Regions from separate parts of the Sus scrofa genome. Here region 2 is linked to region 1. Evidence: chromatin contacts called from public HiChIP or PLAC-seq data. All regions are on one chromosome and are shown on one strand. The core of a region is the stretch at or near the end of the contact, and the rest is flanking DNA. Distances in the headings are between cores, read along the strand shown. Region 1 holds the start of PNRC1 (proline-rich nuclear receptor coactivator 1). Region 2 holds the start of PM20D2 (peptidase M20 domain-containing protein 2).

Region 1 (6,036 bases), core at 2,963-5,462:
GAACAGAAAGCCCTGCTTCACATCATCTGTCACACATAACAACCAGGTAGAAATGAGATCCAACATTTTAGTTGCAAAATGACCAAATAGAGAATTCAATGGAGTATTTCAAGATGATGATTTGCCAAATGTCCTGAGGAAGACAGAAGACAGTTAATTGAATAGCTCTCCATTCCCGTCTCATGAAAGATGAAACCTTTTAATGGTCTTATTCATTATAATTAATGAGACAAAATAAGTTTGCAAAAATGAACAGTCTAGGTCAACGAGTATATAAGAAGAAGAAACTGGGTTCTTCAAGGTGGCCAAGTGAAACAAAAACTATTTCAGAAGAGGTATTAGGTCACATTCTATGAGTAGCAAGGACTCTTAAAGTTTCATCAACATATGAAAGGAGAGCTGGAAGTTCCCTGTAGCCTAATGGTTGGGGACTTGGCATAGTCACTGCTGTGGCTCAGATTCAATCCCTGGCCTGGGAACATCCACATGCTGCCAATACAGCCAAAAATAAATAAAAATAGAGAGACAGCCAGAAGGCACAACCAGGCCTATGACCCAACTAAAATTTAATTGGCTGAAACCTGAGCTGGTCTAAATAAAGTGCTTTTTCCTTTGGTTTCATATCTAGAATGAAGCAGTATTAAGTATTCATAATATTATTCAACCCCAGGGCTGCCACTAGTTCTTTTGGAACCTTCGTACCAATGAAAAAAAGAGATCCCTTCCTTCTAGGTTGATGGCTTTTCAGAGCAGAAGAATTGTATTTCAGCTCCTCCTCGCCCCTTTAGCCAGGCACCCTTGTGCAAAGCAGAGCCTGCTGTGGCTTCCTGTCCTTCTTAGGAAGGTTTAAGAAATAAACATGTGGTAAAATTACCACAACCCCAGAAACATATAAGTGTAGGAATGATGAAGACATTAATTTTGACCTGCAGTAATAATACTTTATAAGCAATTTAAGGGCAGTATAAATTTTGTCATTACTGTGACATTTTGTGCATATTTTGTTTGCTTTTTATTTTTATTTTATTTTTTCTTTTTAGGGCCACACCCAAGGCATATGGAGGTCCCAGGCTAGGGGTCGAATCAGAGCTACAGCTGCCGGCTTACATCACAGCCACAGAAACTTGGATCCAAGCCACGTCTTCGACCTACACCACAGCTCACAGCAATGCCAGATCCCCAACCGAGCAAGGCCAGGGATGGAACCCACATCCTCATGGATGCTAGTTGGATTCGTTTCCCCTGTGCCACAACAGGAACTCCTTGTTTGCTTTTAAATATAAACCTTATATTTAAAATGAACTTTTCAAGAGTTCCCCGGTGGCCTAGTGGGTAAGAATAAGGCATCGTCACTGCTGTGGCTCAGGTCACTGCTGTGGCACAGGTTTGATAACTTGGCCCAGACCTTCTGTATGCATGCCTCAGAAACAGCCAAAAAAGAAATTAAAATGATAAAAAAAAAAAAAAACAAAACTTCTGGGTATGTTGATAAAATAAGGTTTGAGATCGATGCTTAAACATCAGGGAGGTAGTTCCCATTGAGGTACAGTAGGTTAATGATCTAGCTTGTCTCTGTAGAGGTACCAGTTTTATCCCTAGTGTGGCACTATGGGTTAAGGACCCGCATTGCTGGAACAGCGGCATAGGCCGCAGCTCTGGCTTGGATTTGATCCCTAGCTGGGGAACTTCTATGTGGCTCATGGTGGCAGAAAAAAGAAAACAAAAACAAAAACCCAGCAACAAACCAGGATTACTCTCTTCCAATTGGTTAAAAAAAGCAACCTTGGACTGCTGTCTTCCAGTGGTGCACCATCTTAGCACCAACCACCCAGGGGGCCACAGCTGCAAGGGTACCTTTTTTAAAGTACAGAATCCAGCGTCTAACCTGAGACCTACACTTCAGGTCTCAAAAGGATAAACTACATACTGCACAATAACTCCAACACTCAAAAAACACACACAGATAATAATAGATGTCCTTGATCAAGGGCCCCCCTGAACTGACTACAAATTAGCAGCCCCCTGATGGGTAAATTATTCTTCAGGACAGTTGATAGTGCCGCCAAGTAAAGCCAGATCTTAGGGCTTGGGATAAGGTTTTAAAAAAGCACTGCATTAGGTGTTTGTGATTTAGTCCCTAACTCATTGTGTGACCCTTAGGCAGATTACTTTATTTTAGAGGCTTTTTTTATATCATTTATACATCTCTATCTTATTTTAAAGGATTGGAGTAAGAATAAAATAACAGATGAAAACATTTTTTGAGAAAGCAGTAACTCTTACAAAAACAAAAGAACAAATGACCTCATTCCAGAGGTTCCATAATTTTTGCCTGCCCTTCTCCACCACTCTTGCCAAGCCATTCTCCTCACAGCATCAATTTACAGACCTGACGATTTTCAGTTAAAGTCTCTCTAAGATCTTTAACAGCACCGAAAGTATATGATTCCCATTAATCCACCAATCACAAGCATTTACTATGAATTATTAAGTGTTGGAAACAAACCAAAAAAAAGAGTAAAATCTAGCAAAATGATCAAGTCCAGCAATCAATAATGATGGAATGTAGTATTAAAAGTTTATATAAAAAATAAAATAAAAAAGGAGTTCCTGTCGTGGCTCAGTGGTTAACGAATCCGACTAGGAACCATGAGGTTGAGGGTTAAGGATCCAGCATTGCCGTGAGCTATGGTGTAGGTCGCAGATTCGGCTCGGATCTGGCGTTGCTGTGGCTCTGCTGTAGGCCAGCGGCTACAGCTCGGATTAGACCCATAGCCTGGGAACCTCCATATGCCAAGGGAGCGGCCCTAGAAATGACAAAAAAACAAACAAACAAAAAAGTTTATATAAAGTCATTGGGAAGTGTTGTTCTGGACAGTCCCTCTAGCCAACTCTATTATCAATCATAAAACACTTACCAAGCACTATAAAGCTGAAAAAAAAGGCTGGTAGGATACAGAGAAGTTTAATAGTATCCTGTGTTCTAAAAACCCACAATCTAGTGTGGTAGGTAGTACAGATGATGTTAAAGCTAGTCTTTCCAGGGAGTTTCCGCTGTGGTTCATTGGGTTACAAACCCAACTAGTATCCATGAGGATGCATGTTTGATCCCTGACCTCGCACAATGGGTTAAGGATCCAGCTCTGCCCATTATCTGTGGTGTAGGTCACAGATGCCGCTGAGATCCAATATTGCTGTGGCTGTGGTGTGGGCCTGCAGCTGTAGCTCTGACTACTACTAACCTGGGAACTTCTTGTATGCCACAGGTGGGGCCCTAAGAAGCAAAAACAAGCAAACAAAACCACGTTAGTGTTGCCAGACCTGGATTGGAGTTGACTCCGCTATTAGCTTACTGTACGACTTCTGGCAAGTAAAACTTTTGCTTCTCTAAACCTGTTTTCTCTCCTGTAAACTGGTGATAAAATATACAGTACCTATTCCTTAGAGTTAGTTTTGAGATTCAAATGAGGTAATTTAAGTAAAGAACAGTTGGTAGCACATAAGGGCTTGATAAATAGCCACAGTTCTTTTTGTGTCTGAACACAGTGCGGGGAGATGATGAGAGTGGGATTCTCATCAACACAAGAGCTAGCAAAGCATACTGCAATGTTGCAGAGCTGTTTCACTTTCTTCCTTTGAGACACAAGCCTCTTCCTCTGCTTCCTCCTCAGTATTAGGCACTTTTTTGCTGTCCCAAAGTCCCATGGATTTATACAGAACTTACTATACATTAAGCGTCCAATTTCAATGAGTAAGTCACTCCCTTCTTACTCCAACTACCACAGCTATTGAGCAGCGTTTCTCACCCGATTTAAAAAAAAAAAAGTGAGCCACACTTCATCAAATGTAATTTAAACGTGGACTGCTTTTCTTTCCGACTACAAAGAATGAACTCCTGCAATGTACTTTGAAATGTTAAAAAAAAAAAAAAAAAAGCCAATGGTAATAATGCTGTTACATTCGGCTTGAAAATACTACTTCCCCAAGGTCAGTGGCCGAGGAGGCACCCACTGGCCTGACTCTACCGGATTTTTTCACTCCCTGCCTCCCGCCCCTATCCCAACCCCACCCCTAGATTTAGCCGAGCTCTAGTAGTCTGACCAAAGCCTTCAGGGAGAGGCGGGGAGGTGAGAAACGAGAAGAGCGGGGAGGTGGGGCAGGTGCGGCTGAAACGGAACTTCATTGTTCGCGGGACCGACTCTTCCCGAAAGAGCCCGTTGGCAGCGCCTGCGCAGTGCTCGCTCTTTGTGCCCGGCTGCAGCAAGAGGGTTGTTTGTGTGTGTCTCTCGGAGGCGGTGGAGGAGGAGCCGGAGGGGCGTGGCCTTCCAGGTCGCATTCTTATTGGGCTCTCACAGGGAGGTGGGCGGGCACAGGGCGGAGTTTCTGATAACAACACTCCGAGCGGAGGCTGAGGGTATTTGTTGCTGCGCCGCCACCGCCCGAACCATGGTCCGCGCTTCTCACAGGCTTACCTAGCAGCAGCCTTCGCCGCCCTGTGATCTCTGGCCGCACTTCCTTCTTCTACTCCTGCTGAGCCGCTATGACCGTCGTTTCTGTCCCCCAGCGGGAGCCGCTTGTTCTGGGCAGCCGCCTGGCGCCCATGGGCTTTTCCGCCCGCGGTTACTTTGGGGCCCTCCCGATGGTGAGCACGGCTCCGCCGCCTTTACCCCGGATCCCGGACCCCAGGGCGCTGCCCCCCACCCTCTTTCTCCCTCACTTTTTAGGGGGAGACGGTCCCTGTCTGACCCCTCAGCCTCGCGCCCCAGCGCCTCTGCCCAACTGCAGCCTCGCCTCAACGGGGGGCACCCCTCGCGCAGCACCAAAGAAGCGGCGAAAGAAGAAGGTGCGGGCCAGCCCGTCGGGGCAGCTTCCCAGCCGCTTCCACCAGTACCAGCAGCACCGGCCGAGCCTGGAAGGCGTGCGGAGCCCCGCGACGGGCCACAGTGGAGAGCAGCAAGTCCCGGACCAGGCCGCCGCCTGGGCCTCGGCTCCTGCAACCGCAACCCGAACTGAAGAAGCGAGCCTTTTCCTTGGCCCGCGGCCGCCCGCGGCGCCCGGCCAGCCCTCGTTCAGAAGAGAGGTGAGGGCCGCGAGGGGAACGTGGGGACCGTTGGCACTCCGGCCCCAAGACGGCCGGACCCGGGACCGGAGGCTTGGGGCCCTGCGCTGAGTGGCCGGGAAGGAGGGGCCGGGGTGAGGGGCGAGGGCGGCTGTTTACTCGGGAGGGAAGTTTCCGTGACGCCCGCTCTGTTCTTGCTGGGGGGGAGAAGGGGGAGGGGGAGGCCTGCGCTGGCGCTGCTGATTGGCTGCGAGGAGCCGGCCAATGACAAGAGCCGCTGCGCCCCGGCAACAGCCCGGATTTAGAAAGCTGGCGGCGTTCCAGGGGGTTTCGGCGTTCGGGGCGCGAGGGGGAGCGAGACGGCCCGCGGGAGGCTGACGTCAGCGCGCGCTACGTGCGGAGCGCTCCGGCGCTCATGAAGGAGGCGAGCGGGTGAGGGGTGTGGGCCTGCCAGCGGCTTCCCGACAGATGGTATTGCCAAGGCGAGGGGGGACGCGCGTAGACCCTCCCGGCGTGGGGCTCCTTGGGGGCCGCCCGCCCCCGGTTGGTCTTATGCAGAGTTGTGAGGTGCCCCATGGGTGGCGCTGCTCCTCGTCGGGCCGACCTACTTGGCTGTACTTTTCAACTTTGAAAGTTGGCAGGTGCGACGGCAGAGTTGTTCCCTCTTTGAAGCGATCAGTTCTGTGTGCTAGCCTATCAGATGAGCGGAATTTATTTAACCATTCCACTGTGTACTGTACTGGGATTTTTTCAGTGGAAGGTAGTTTTATTACCTGTGTCCAGAACGATGAACTTTTCGAAAGAAAAGTTACCAGTTGAACGGACGTTGTACTGCCCACTTGCTATTAGACTAGAATAAAATTGATTATAATTTACGGTAAGAAATCGCTGAAATGACTTGAAGTAACCTTTAAATTAAAACTTTCATAATAGTGAAAATAAGTTACTGACAGTGGTTGAAGGAATATCGTTCTGAG
Region 2 (6,496 bases), core at 1,887-4,386, 60 kb after region 1:
CCTATTCACTCACTCCCTGGGTGGATTATTTCTCCTCTGGGTATAACCATTATACATACTTAAAAATGTACTTTTCTTAGCTCTTCCACTTTCCTTCACGCCACTGCCAGTCTTTTGAATGGCAGCATCCACCTCCTCTAATGCACATCCAACTACTGACCCCTGTTATCAACCTAAATAGCCATCCAGAGATGCTTGTCCAATACTAAAAAGATGTGAATCTGTTAAAAATATATATATATATATATTGGCCACCAGGGTTCAGGGATCAAACCCGTGCCACAGCAGCAACTGGTGCCACAGTAGCGACAACGCTGTGGATCCCTAACCCGCTGTGCCATGAGGGAACTCCTCATTGCCCCTCTTTTGTTGAATGACTTTACCATCAGTCCAGCTGGTCACACTAGAAACCCCAGTCATCTTGCCTCTTTTTCTCCATCATGTCCCCTTGCCCCAAACACATTCAGTGAGGCATCAAGTCTGGCCACTTCTGTCTGTGGAATGTTTCTGGACTCCAAGGACTCTGCAGCAAGCTTTTAGCTTGTCTCAGACCAGCGTCTCTCTGTTTTCATTTATCCCCCACATTGTCATCAATTATTCTTCCAGAACAAAAATCTGGTTTTACTTCTCTCCTGCTTAATAACATCCAATAGTTACCCATTGTCTGAATAAAGTTTTATTCTCTTAACAATATGTGCGCAATTCCTCTATGTCCCTTCATCTCCATTCAAAATGCATTTTCTCTGACCTGCTTTCTTGGTTTACTGCTTTCTGCCAAATGAGAGCCAGCTTTTCCAACACCTTACATCCGAAGTGGTTTCTTTACATGCTATATTGTTTTTCATTCCATTTTTTTCTGGGTTCTCAACATATTTTTTTCTTCTCATTTAGGTCATGCTTTGCAAGTCTTATATTGAGGATTTTATTATCTTATTTTATCCTAGTTAAAAGAATATCAACCATATCAAGTCTGTTGTCTTGCCAAAAGGAATTCTGAGCCTGAAGTCCAGAATAATATCCAGTAAAGTCATACAATTTGGCTAGTCCTGCAGTCGTGAATAACATTGCTCTTCCAAGGTAAGGGAAATATTTGATCTATTCTTCCCACCAAAGCACTCATTTGCCATGAATTTCGTATTCTGAAAGGCTGGTGTCATGGCAGTTCATTTTCTGAGCAGTGAGAAAAGAGGGATCTTTGTACTTTAAAACTAGTCCTTCAGTGAGAACTCTTTCTACCCACCTCCCCTCCAACACAGAGATTAAAATTAACACCCTAATACTAAATTCCAGGTCCTGTATTATTTTTTCAGATTTAGCCCTCACTAAAGGAAGAGAAGTATTCTAAATGTTTTAATGTTTCTAAAAAGAATCACAGGCTCCTTAGTAGCAGCATACAGAGGCAGACAGTCATATGAACATTATGGATATAAATGAAAGTGATAGTAAGAATTACTGAGCTGGTCAGTTTCAAGAAGGCCCTATGACCAACTCCACCAGGTTTCACAAACCATTCTTCCTGTCCATCAGCTCCCATAGGTAAAGGACTGTGAAGTCTAGGGAGAAACATAACATTGATAAACACAGTGTCTGCTAGTAGCTAGCATAGTTGAATGGTTAATTGCTCTCATTGATCAATTTGCTTATTAGATTCAAGAAGAGTAATCAGCCACCAAATGTTTATTGACATGGAAGGACTGTATCACCACCATACTTTGTTAGATGCTGGAGAACATGGTGGGAAAGCAAAAGAGTTTCAAGACTGGAGGTGAAGATAAACATTCAACAAATTATCACCACTTATTAAACAAATTCAAGGATACAAAGCACCATAAGAAATACTGGCTGCCAACAATGGAAACACAAGACATACATGCATGCATGCACCTGCACACACAGAGAACAAAGCCTGAAGTGAACCTATTCTCCACCTCAGGCAACAGCTTTGTTAATTCCTAGCAAAAAATATAAATAGCAGCTTCTATACAGAATTTATATGCACCCCTTTTCTGTTGTTGTTTGTTGATAAAGCAAGCAAAATGGGTACTACTAATGTCAACAGCCAGGGTTGCTGCAGTAGTTTTATTCAAAATGAGTGATATGGGTTCTGATGTAAATTGACAAGCTGTAGCTGCATTTAAAATTTGGATGTCTGCTTACATTAACAGTGGAGCATGGTGGCTAAAAGTAGGCCACTGGAGCCAGACTGGCTTCTGTTCTATACTGGATCCACTACTTACTAGCTGTGTAATCTTGGACAGTGTCTCTATAAAGTGAAGATAGACATAGTAACAATCTCATAAATTGTTATGAGAATTAAATGAGTTAATACCTGCAAAGCACTTAGCACATGTTAAGTTCCTGCCACAGAGTAAGGGCTCTATAAACGTCACCTATTATTTTTGTTCAAACAAGGCCTTTTTTTTTTTTTTTTTTTTTTTTTTAAGCCAACTACCTGAGCACAGTAGCACTGAATCTCACAGACGGGAATTTTGCAGAAGTATATATGAGTTAGGTGTTTTTTGTTTGTTTGTTTTACTTTGAGGAAGGTGAGGTTTATTAAGCATAGACAAGGGGGTCCAGGAATTTAATACCACATTTGTCATCCTTAGGGCTGAGTTTCAGTTAGAGTGTTAACTAAGGGATGATACATTTTCAGATTTAGAATGTGACTCTGGTATTGTTAGTACGGTTAGTAGATAAAAACAGTAGTAGACAGTCTTTGTGAATATTAGCTTCCTTTAGACTTATTTTCAAGAAATACATTTGTCTTATTATATAAATATATTGTGTTCCATTTAACATTATTTTGACAAATTAAGAGATGATAAAGTATAAAAAGCTGAGGAAAGCTCTTGCTATGTAGAACACCTTTAAAATATAAATTTCTACAGTACTATTAATAGCTATATCATCAACAACAGTTTTTCAAGCTTTGTGCTTCACAGGAGAAAAACAGGAGCACAAGCATCTTGAATTTCTTCATTGGGTAATCTAAAACCCAGTTATAATGTGCACACCAATGGCACACATCGTGTTACTTGAGTTCAGGCTCAAAGTTGTAATCAAAAATAGTCAGAAAATAGCTTCTCTCTCAAAGCTTTTATTATTAAAAATAACACAAATCAACAAAATAATATGAATATATAAGACTACAAATATTTTCATTAATTCTTTCTTTTGGGCTTTAAAAAAATCTCATTTTAAATTCTTAATTCTATTCAGACTATAATAGCTAATACATGTCTAGTGCTTACTACAAACGCCACGTACTGTTCTAGACACTAGTAAGTTTTGATTCTAATAAGAAAGCCACATAGAGTATTTACAGCTATTATACAAGACAGCACCCTCAAGGAGAAGAATGCAGGGCAGTACTGAAAACTTAAGTAACTGCAAAGTCTATAGTCCAGAGGGTTTTTTTGTAAAGCATTTATATTGACACCCAGTTTATGAACTAAAAACCTTATATAAATCTGTATTACTAATCTAGAAAGGAAAGCGGCCTTTTGCCGTGGACTGTGTTCCACTTGGTCTGCCCCTGATGCCTAATAGCCAATGAAACCGTTCTCATTCCGAGGTTGTGGAGATAAGCAACAGTGGAAATGTAATAACGACCTTAGAGTATAAGTCAGTAGTCAGAACAGTCAAGGGTATGGATCCGAGACGAGGACTCTCAGAACCCGATGTCTTCCTAGGGAGCGGGTTTCTGCTGGCTGCAGAAGGGGCGGAGCACGTTTCTGGTGATACGCTGGAGGCGGGGCCCGCGGCTTGGGAGCGGGTCTCCCGGGAGCTGTGGAGACAACCTGAGAGGACGCCCAGCGCGTGCGCAGGCGCAGTGGGCCGCGAGGAGGGAGGGATCCAGCCGGCCGTCCCGAGGAGCGCTGACCGGCTGGCAGCTGTGGGCACGATGAGACCCGAAGAGGAGCGGCCCGTGGAGGGGGGCGCCTGCGTCGGCGTCTCCCAGCTGGAGCTGTTGAAGCTGCGCGCCGCGGATTGCATCGACGAAGCGGCCGAGCGCCTGGGGGCTCTGAGCCGAGCGATCTGGAACAAGCCGGAGTTGGCCTACGAGGAGCACCATGCCCACGGCGTGCTGACGCGCTTCTTCGAGAGCGAGCCCCCGGCCGGGTCGTGGGCCGTGCAGCCGCACTACCAGCTGGCCACGGCCTTCCGCGCCGAGTGGGGGCCGCCGCCGCGGGGGTTGGCGGCGACGCGCCCGCTGCACCTGGGCTTCCTTTGCGAGTACGACGCGCTGCCCGACATCGGGCACGCCTGCGGCCATAACCTAATCGCCGAGGTCGGGGCGGCGGCCGCCCTGGGTGTGAAGGGGTGCCTGGAGAGCCTCCCTGGGCCGCCTCTGCCGGTGAAGGTGAGGTGGGGCCCGAGCGGGGGGCTCCCATCGCCTGTCCAGGCCGGGACCAACCGCAGAAGTGCGGTTTCCCTGAGCATCCGTCCCTTGCCAGCGCGGCGCAGGTGTAGGGGAAAGCACTCGACCACCTGGCCTTTGCTAGTGGGCAGAAGCCCAGGATCAAAGTTTATAGTTCCTGAGTTGCCGACCTGGCGACATTTTGCAGATTTTTGCCTTTTCTTTCCTGCGTTGTTGTAAACACTGGAGTGGACTTTCTCCTTTAGGAAATAACTTAGAACCACGCCTGGTTTTCGTGATGGCTTATTTTTGGTATCAGGGAACCGCAATTTGCTGATAAGGTTGTGCAGTCTCTGGAGGAAGTAGTTATTGTAGGGAAACTACAGACCCTCTTTGTTAGGATCCAGAAAAATCTTTGGTTGTGGAAGTCCTAGGAGCTGTTGTGAATCACTGGCATTTGGATAAGAAATTTTCAGTCGTTTAAACTACGGAACCTCAAGAAGTGTACAAACAACGGGAAGAAAGTGAACATTAATTACATAGATGAGTAGATCCTTAAGTCATGTTTATTTCGCGTTTTAAGAAGTAGCTTGATCCTGGAGTTCCCGTCGTGGCGCAGTGGTTAACGAATCCGACTAGGAACCATGAGGTTGAGGGTTCGGTCCCTGCCCTTGCTCAGTGGGTTAACGATCCGGCGTTGCCGTGAGCTGTGGTGTAGGTTGCAGACGCGGCTCGGATCCCGCGTTGCTGTGGCTCTGGCGTAGGCCGGTGGCTACAGCTCCGCTTCGACCCCTAGCCTGGGAACCTCCATATGCCGGGGGAGCGGCCCAAGAAATAGCAAAAAGAAAAAAAAAAAAAAAGTAGCTTGATCATAGGGCAAGTTTAATCTTGTGTTACTGTTTTTCCAGATGGTATATTCTTCATTCTGTGAGCTAAGATTCAATCAACGCCATTCAGGTTATGGAAAAGTCTAATGTTATATTTTAATATTCTTTAGTCCATTTCTTCCAGTGTCAGTAACCTTTCTCATTTATCCTAACATTTCCATTTTTTGCGGCTTTTTCTATTTGGCAGCCTTCTCTTTTCTGCCTCTTGTTTTTCGTCTGGCTAGGTTTTTGTTTTGTTGGAGGGAGGGAGTCCCCTTTTTCCATCGCATGAAACGCTGGAGAGATTTAGCTTTAACCAGGTTTATGAGCGGTTCAGAGAAGTCAGCAAGGTTTAACCTGAAAAGTCATCAGATTTAATGAGTCATGGGTTAAGAGTAAAAAATAGCTTAATTTAGGAGTTTGGGTACTTTAAAACTTCTACATGAAGCAAGAATTTGGGTAATATCACACTTCTGATTTTTGAATGGTAATATGCAGTTTTAGCAAAGTTATCTGAAAATGGAATTTATGTTGATTCTTTTTGCAAGCCGAGACTTTTTCCAACTTGCTTTATTGTGTTCTTAGATGTGATCTTGAAAGTATATTAGTTGTTTATGGATTAAATTTTTCTTTGCTTTTGAAAATTGAAGAAGTTAAACTTAAATATCAAAGTAAAATGTTTATTCTGTAAAGTTCTCTTTTGTTTAATTAGGTGTTTGGTGACCAATAAATCTGCCTGGTTGAGCTGGTGGAATCAAATTAGTAAGTTTGTGTCATAGTTGGCTGTTTCTTATTGTGGTATTAAGACATTTAATGCTTTTCATAAAGGATTAATGCATTAAGACTTTTTAAAGAGGTATCTCAGTAAAGAATCTGAGTTTAGGCCTAAGGTCAAGATATCTAATCCCAGCTCTGCTTGTAGACTTGCTCTGTGATCTGGGGCAAAACACTTCACGCCTCAAAACCATCCTACTTAAAACAATGATACAGATGGATCACCTGCTTCACAGGGTTGTTGTGAGGATAACTAGTAAGTAGCTAGAAAGTTTCTTACACAGCAGAATGCTTATGAATAATCATACACATATGCCGAAAGTCTTAGTCAAAAAGATGCATTAAGAAGTCCTAGGGAGTTCCCTTCGTGGCTCAGCAGTTAACGAACTTGACTAGGATCCATGAGGATTTGGGTTGGCTCTCTGGCCTTGATCAGTGGGTTAAGGATCCCGAATTGCCATGAGCTGTGGTGTAGGTTGCAGATGCAGCTTGG

The links. HiChIP or PLAC-seq counts read pairs in DNA pulled down with a chosen protein or histone mark.
Region 2: a contact with region 1 is called in an H3K27ac HiChIP or PLAC-seq map of skeletal muscle. The contact joins the promoter of PM20D2 here to the promoter of PNRC1 in region 1. A contact is called at or near these places in 1 of 5 promoter capture datasets (liver), 7 of 47 Hi-C or Micro-C datasets (brain, heart right ventricle, liver and 2 more) and 2 of 2 datasets of contacts at active chromatin or transcription factors (alveolar macrophages and skeletal muscle).

The regions. Positions count from the first base shown.
Region 1 is chr1:57,123,888-57,129,923 of Sscrofa11.1, forward strand. It overlaps PNRC1 (proline-rich nuclear receptor coactivator 1), which reads left to right and starts at 4,213. Exons shown (of 2, transcript XM_021089951.1): 1 at 4,213-5,080. The coding sequence starts at 4,541.
Region 2 is chr1:57,184,883-57,191,378 of Sscrofa11.1, forward strand. PM20D2 (peptidase M20 domain-containing protein 2) reads left to right here and starts at 3,137. Exons shown (of 7, transcript XM_013992683.2): 1 at 3,137-4,366. The coding sequence starts at 3,653.